2 separate regions of the Bos taurus genome follow, and region 1 is linked to region 2. Evidence: chromatin contacts called from public Hi-C data. All regions are on one chromosome and are shown on one strand. The core of a region is the stretch at or near the end of the contact, and the rest is flanking DNA. Distances in the headings are between cores, read along the strand shown.

The links. A called contact is a pair of places that touch in the nucleus more often than the background predicts.
Region 1: a Hi-C map of liver shows a contact between it and region 2, with 4 times the contacts expected there. The contact joins two enhancer-like sites. A contact is called at or near these places in 2 of 11 Hi-C or Micro-C datasets (blastocyst and liver).

The regions. Positions count from the first base shown.
Region 1 is chr6:44,034,511-44,037,819 of ARS-UCD2.0, forward strand. It overlaps a transcript of PPARGC1A not described here. Among named protein-coding and RNA genes, the nearest start is that of DHX15, 150 kb to the right of the region's middle. Within about 2 kb of position 2,026, at least 3 of the 102 cell types and tissues checked have an H3K27ac peak or open chromatin away from gene starts, as enhancers often do. A contact at or near this core is called in liver, where this site is marked.
Region 2 is chr6:43,526,623-43,530,319 of ARS-UCD2.0, forward strand. It overlaps a transcript of PPARGC1A not described here. Among named protein-coding and RNA genes, the nearest start is that of PPARGC1A, 41 kb to the left of the region's middle. Within about 2 kb of position 2,404, at least 28 of the 102 cell types and tissues checked have an H3K27ac peak or open chromatin away from gene starts, as enhancers often do. A contact at or near this core is called in liver, where this site is marked.

The DNA.
Region 1 (3,309 bases), core at 776-3,275, 510 kb after region 2:
AGCTGGGATTCGAACCTCAGTGGTTTTATCAGCCTCCCAAGGCCACACTCAAAAAGCTCTGTGAGGACTTTCCTGGCAGTTCATAAGACTCTGCACTTACAATGCAGGGTTGAGGGTTCAATCCCTGGTTGGTGAACTAAGACCCCATATGCTGCACGCTGCAGTCAAAAAATAAAAAATTAAAACCTCCATGAAGCACTGACTCCCAGTGAACTAAGAAAATGGTCTTAAGGCTCTAAATTAAACATATGCTGAGTCAATCCAAACTGTGTTCCTTCTGGCCATGAAATATACTTATGCGTCCTAAATTATGATCATTTTATTTATAACCACATCTCTGAAACCCTGTACCTTACAAAGTGATTTTATGTACATTCATCTCATTAACCCTGCCGTAAAACTTGAGTAAGAACTGGAGAGAACCCTGAGAGCCTTTAACCAATATCTTTTCTCCGCTTCCATTTTCTCCTTCCAGATCAGTAGGAAAATACATGCCTAGCCATGTAGCAGATAAGGGTAGAGGATAAACTATAATATGTATCACTGTACCTCTGGGTGTGCCCAGGACAGGCTCAGTTTAAGCCAGTTGTCCCTCTTTTATGCTCAAGTGTCCCCATTTGGATTATCAATTATATAGTCACCCCACCTCGGGGATCCTCAACCTGAGTTATGCAACTGGATCACCTGAGATTATTTTAAAATATTGAGTCCTGACTCGAACCATGAAGCTTCTGATTTATTTGCAGTGAGACACTGGCATAGGTACTTTTAAAAAGTCCTCTTGTGTTTCAACTATGTAACTGCAGCTGAAAAGTACTGTACCAGCTCTAAGCCAACATTGTTGAGTGTAACTTCTAGAAAACTCCTTTAAACTATTTAAAGGGAGCTTACTCAACTAGGAAGAGGTGGCCTTGGTCCCTTCCTCCTCCTTGCTGGGAATGTTGATAAGAAAGCTGGAGCTCAAGCAGCCATTTTGGTCTCTGAGGCTACCTTGGAAATTAACACCACACACCAAGAGGGAAAACAGAAAGCAGAAGCTGGGGTCATTAACAGCTATAGCACATGAAAATCTTTTCTCAAGCCACCGTATCAAATGTCTGTTACCAACAGCCAAATGTAACTCTGAAGTAATACAGTAGGCATCACTATGTCACAAGTGAGAAAAGTTGCTCAGGGTCACACAGTTTACAAGGAACAGAAGTCAAGTGTAATGACTTCAATCCTATGACCTTTCTGCTAGAAGGAATGGAGCAGAAGGGTCAGAGAAAAGGGTTCTCACTTTCAAAAGTGTATCTATCCAGACAACTCTACTGACATTCTGACCACTTATTTTTGAATCCCAATCATATGTATTTCCAGAACACTGAACAAGGAGAAGATTTGATAAGTAGCAGCTAAAAGTCAAACACAACCGAGCAACTGAGCGCACGCACACACACACACACACACACACATAGTTTGTTTTGCTTTAAAAACAGCAAGCCCTTAAAATTTGTTTTGTACTGTGGCTATACTTCTGATAAATGTATGTAAAATTTCTTAAACCCCAAACTCTTTAACTAATCAACAAATACTTTCTGAGAACCTACTATAAAGGAGACACTAATTTTATAGGAAAAGGGTTTGAGAAAGTAGGGTTTAGAGGAAGACACGTGTTCTTCCCCATGAGGAGCTGAAAATCCAAGTGGGACATAGCTACAGTGGCTGCTTACCATTGCCCACAAAGCGTTGTGATCAATCAAAGAAGGACAGGATCACCTATGACTCAAGGAACCAGGGAAGGCTTCATGGAAGAGGTGGCATTCATCTTTTTAAGATCTCAAGAGGCCGACGGGAACAGGAACTTCAGGTCCAGGAACTGGCCCAATCAAGGCTCAAAGTCAGTTATTAGGTAAGTGTGTTAACAGGGAGCCCAACTGGACTGAAACACAATGTCCATTCGAGAGAAAGAGGTTAGATGAGGCTAGGAAGGTAGTTTAGGGTCAAAGTACACAAAGTCTTGAAGGCCAGGCTAACAGTTTTGGAATCTATTCAGTAGATAGTGCAGGTCAGAGCAGTGACCTCAGTAGATTCGTGCACCAAGCCCAGGCAGGATGAATTACCCAGGGAGAGAAGAAAGGCCGGGGGACCATGTAAGAGGCCATGGTCACAGTCCAGGCAAGAGGTAATATGCCTCAGAATCAGGGCAGAAGGAGTGGGAATGCAGAGGGAGGCTGAGTGCCAGAAATAGGACTGGTGAGACTTGGCAGGACATTCCAGCCTGGGGAAACGAGTGGCATTCATTAGAAGTGTGGGGTCCAGGGATACAAAGTTCTAACAGTGGGTAGGAAGTCTAGGACTGGCCTTTGGGAGAGACATCATGAGAGAAGCTTCAGATTTGGGAATCATTTGTCTAGAAGTGGTAGATGAAGCCATTAAAACAGGGAAATAGTAGAAAAGAAATGTGAAGATAGAAACTCGAGTAGTATCAATACTTGTCAGACAGAGGGATAAAGGAAAGAAGAGTGGAAGGGAGGGGAGGGGAACGGAAGGCAAGGAAAGGGAGAGAGAAAAGAAGGAACAGAGGGAAGGAGGGAGGGAGATGGAAGATCAGAGAAGAAGGAAAGAAACTCAGGGAATACAACATAATAGAAGAACAGGAAGAAAGGACTTAAAGAATTGTACTAACAGTGTTAAAGCAATAAAGTAATGTTATCTGTCTGTTTTTAATTTGACTTTCTCCTTCTGAGGGTAGCTTAGCCCTGATGCTGCATGATCCCCAGCACCGGCCACAGATTCCTCCCTTTTCACAGGAAGGTGTAGACATCGCCCAGCAGCCTCCACTGATGTAACAGGGAAACAGGTCCTCCTAGGCAGGGACCTAAAATCCCAGAAATCTGGTCCTGGTTCTGCCTGGTTCTGCCTCTCAGATAAATTTCATAACCTTTCTGGTCTCTGTAGATTCATCTATGAAATGATCGGTCAAGATCAATTGCACAAAGATATATATATATATATGGTCAAGGGCGTTCACTGTAATATTGCTTCGTTACAGTAAAAATTTGGAAGCAACCCAAATGTCCAACCATAAGAGGTTGGTAAAATACATTATGGTCTGTTCATACAGCAGATCACTTTGTAGTCATTAAAAGTGATGATATAGAAATAATTTATTGACACATAAAGATGTGTACCATATTAAACTTCAAAAGAAATTATGAGACTGCTTTTTTTAAAAAACATATATGCATAGAAAAAAAGGATAGATGGCATGCTTGTCTCTATATCTGAAGTAGAGAAATGATGGACAATTGTCACTGGATTTCATTT
Region 2 (3,697 bases), core at 1,154-3,653:
GGGAGCTGGGCATTCAGAGAGCTTAGGCAGCAGCTATTTACCCACGAGCATATCACTATTTTGACAACTGACACTGCCATAATATCAGCTGGATATCAACCCTGATCTGATTCATCAGAAGAAAGGTAACACGAAAAAGTGGCCCATTCTCGAGTTTAACAGTTTACCCTTCTGGCCTGGTATACTCATCTGCTACAGCACCTAGCATATAAGGATACACAGCTGTCCTTGTAAGCGGCCACCAATGAGTAGAATTTCCTTAATGGGGAAAATCCACAATTTCTGGTGGGTGGAAGAACAGAGGGAGCAAAATTATTCTGGGCTTCTAAGTTCTTCTTCTTCTTTTTTTTGTATCTCCAGGCCCTAGAAGAATGTTTGGCACAAAACAGACACTCAATAAGTATTGTTAAATAAATGAATAAGTAACTCACCAAAACTGGATTAAAGGTTAGGTCACATGGGGAGGGACACGGAGCACCAATCTATAAAGAATGCGAAAGCACTGTTGTGGACAAAGTGAGACAGAGGGCAGCACTGGATGTGGTAGAAGGAAAACTTTGATAAGTTGCTTGAGATGGATGAATGAAACTCCCTAACATGTGTCGGCATCACAATAGATGTTCCGTAAAACACCATCTAAGGATGGGGGGCCAGTGAACCACAGACATGTTGTACAGGTGAATGGCACATGCAAGTTGGAGCCAGAGCTGAACTGCTTGGAGCAATAGGATGAGGCTGATGCTGCCTCCAGAGCTCCTCCCACTCGCTCTATCATTTTACCAGAAGTGGTCTCGTTCCCTTCACAGTAAAAAAGAGGAAACATTTTTGGATGTCAGTGACCAAGGCAGTAGCAGGCACTGTCCTGGAGGGGGCAGGGTGGGTGCGGCATTCATGGGAATGTGCAGAGAGGAGTTTTGAATTGCTTGACACTCAGTAGGAAGACTGAAGTGGCCCCAAGGTTGAAATCATCCTGGAAATGTCAACATTTTAAGCCTGTGTTCAAAGCTTTCTGCCTTCTGTTGCCAAGCATGCAACAATGACAATAACAAGAATAATAACTAGACTAACACCTGTCATCTTTCATTGAGCACTCATTGTGCCCTAGGCTAAGTCTGTCTAAGTCTCTTTTCATTAAATCTTTTTAACAACCCAATAAGGAAGGTACTATTATTATTCCATTTTATAGCTGAATGTTAACAGGGCCTGAACTCACAAAAGGAAATCCTCAAAACATGGCTGTTTTCCAACATCTCCTAAAGCTCTGAGATCCCATTGTTTTTCCCCCCAGGGTATCCCACTGAACTTGGTTATATATTTGCACCCAGGACATGATTCAGATGATGCCATCCACATTTTGATCCAAACACTCTGTTTTATTTACTTTTAAGTCCCCAATAAGGGTTGACATTTCTTTTCACTCAAACATAAAGATCATTTACACTGCTTCACATGACTTCAATCAGAGCAAAATCCTTCTCAGCCACATGAGTGGCTGTGAATTAAAAAAAAAAATTATTGAAGTATGGTTGATTTACAATGTTGTGTAAATTTCTACTATACTGCAAAGTGACTCAGTTATAAACATATATCCATTTTTTAAATATATTCTTTTCCATTATGTTTTAGCCCAGGATATTGAATGTAGTTACCTATGCTATGCAATAGGACCTTGCTGTTTACCCATTGTATATGTAATAGTTTGCACCTATTAAGAGTGGCTGTGAATCTGATTTTTGGCAAGGCAGCCATCATGCAGCTGCGACCATTGTGCCCTTCTGTGGACACTTAGGGCAGCATATAAATAATAAATCATAGCATTCCTTATGTTTGCTTTGCCCCGTCCAAGACGCCAATCATATCGCAGGGAGGAACGCCTTCTCACTGCTGACATTTAGTTGTGACACTGAAGGACTATTTCTCTAGCTAGGACTTCAGTGCAGTTCTCTAATATCTTAAAGATCAACCTTAGCAACAACAACGACAAAGGCATAGAATTTTATCAGTACAAGGTGTAAGGAAAGAAAGGTTTTGAAATATGAACAACCATCACCATTGATTTTTTTTTTAAACTGAAAAAGCACGTACCACTCAAGCTATAGGGACAAAAATAAATTGCTACTGAGGGGCCATCCACGTGGGAACCAGGAGGACCCTCTGAGGTCCAGGGGAAATTTTTGTTTCTTCCGCACGCCCCCAGACTCTCAAGGGGACAGACTCTTATGGGAAAGTGATCCTGGAAAGAACGGGTTAATACAAGCTGCACGAGTGCCCTCTGTGATGCCTTAAATAATTGTCACATGGCCCCTATAATCTGTCCCTTGCTGTCAGCACTGGGTTAGTCATAATAATATCAGATAAGAGCTGTTCAAAGTGACACACTAACCAACATGAGAGCCACATGACTTTCTGGCGTGGCTACTGCCCTTCAGCTGAACTTTGGCTTAGAACGAAAGACTCCCAGAGGTGGCCCTGCACATGCTGCCCGCTGCCCAGAGTGTCAGATGGCATTTTCCGTTGCTAGGGCCTGTGTTACTTCCCGGGCCATGAGGGGCAGCCGGGGCTCAGTTACAGGGAGTCGCTGGCTCACCCCACCCCTGGGGCCAGGGAAAGGGAACTGCGTGTGGCTGGGCAGCCGCTCCTGCCTCCAGAGCCCGGGCTGGGACTCCCTGTCCCCGCCACACTTGATTAGTTTTGCAAATGTGTGTGTCGCACGTTGTGCCAAGCAATGCAGCGGGGAAAGTCGGACCCCCAAAGGGAGTTTGTCCTGGGAGAGGTGGAGAAGGAATGTGGCTCCTGGCTAAGAGGATGTCAAGGCAAGGGCAGGAAAGGAAGGAGGGGGAAAAAAAGGAAAGTGGTCACCTCTGGGTGGAAGGTTAGTACAGACGGACTGGTTTATTCATGCTTTTTGGCTGCTACTCCCTCCCCTTCCATCTTTTTTTTTTTTTTGCTTCAAGTATGTTTTAGATTTTTAATTTGTAAAGTCAAGTCATCTTTTTTTCTCTCCAAAGGAGAATAAAGAAAGCAAAGAATACTGGAAAAGAGGAAGAAAGGAAGGTGACCCATTCATTCCCTGATTCATTCACAAAGCATAGAGCAGAAAGGAAGGGAGAAAGGAGGTCATCTGACGTTGGACTTGAGAACATTTATTGGCTGAGTGCCTCTGGCGTACTTACCTAACATCTCTTTCTAAGCGTTGTTATCCTCAGCAGCAAAATGAAATAATAATACCTAATTTATCCTATGGTTGTAAGGGTAAAAAGAGGTGATCCATGCTAAGTGGCTTATATGTGGTAGGTGCTGGATAAACAGTAGCTAGTGGAAAGGCACAGAAGCTGTGGGCATCTTTGGTGTCAGAGATACCCAGGCCCATATTCTGGTTCCACCACTTACTAGCATGTGAACTCAGTGAGTGACTTTACCTCTATAAGCCTCAGTCTTCTTATCTATAAAATGGGATTACTCAACAGTCAGAGTTCTTGAAAGAAATTATGGAAGTCATGTTTAGCACTCAGCACAAAGCCAGGTACAGAGTGGGTATTCGGCAGATAGTGTGGTGGTGGTGGTGATGGATAGGTAGCAGGCAGAAAGCAAATTCAGTCACTGATTCAGCAAATGGAAATCGTAAGATGTACAAGCAAAGGAAAAATTATAGAAAGGTATAAGGAATATGTGACAAAAAAATCAAAGGTAAAAATCA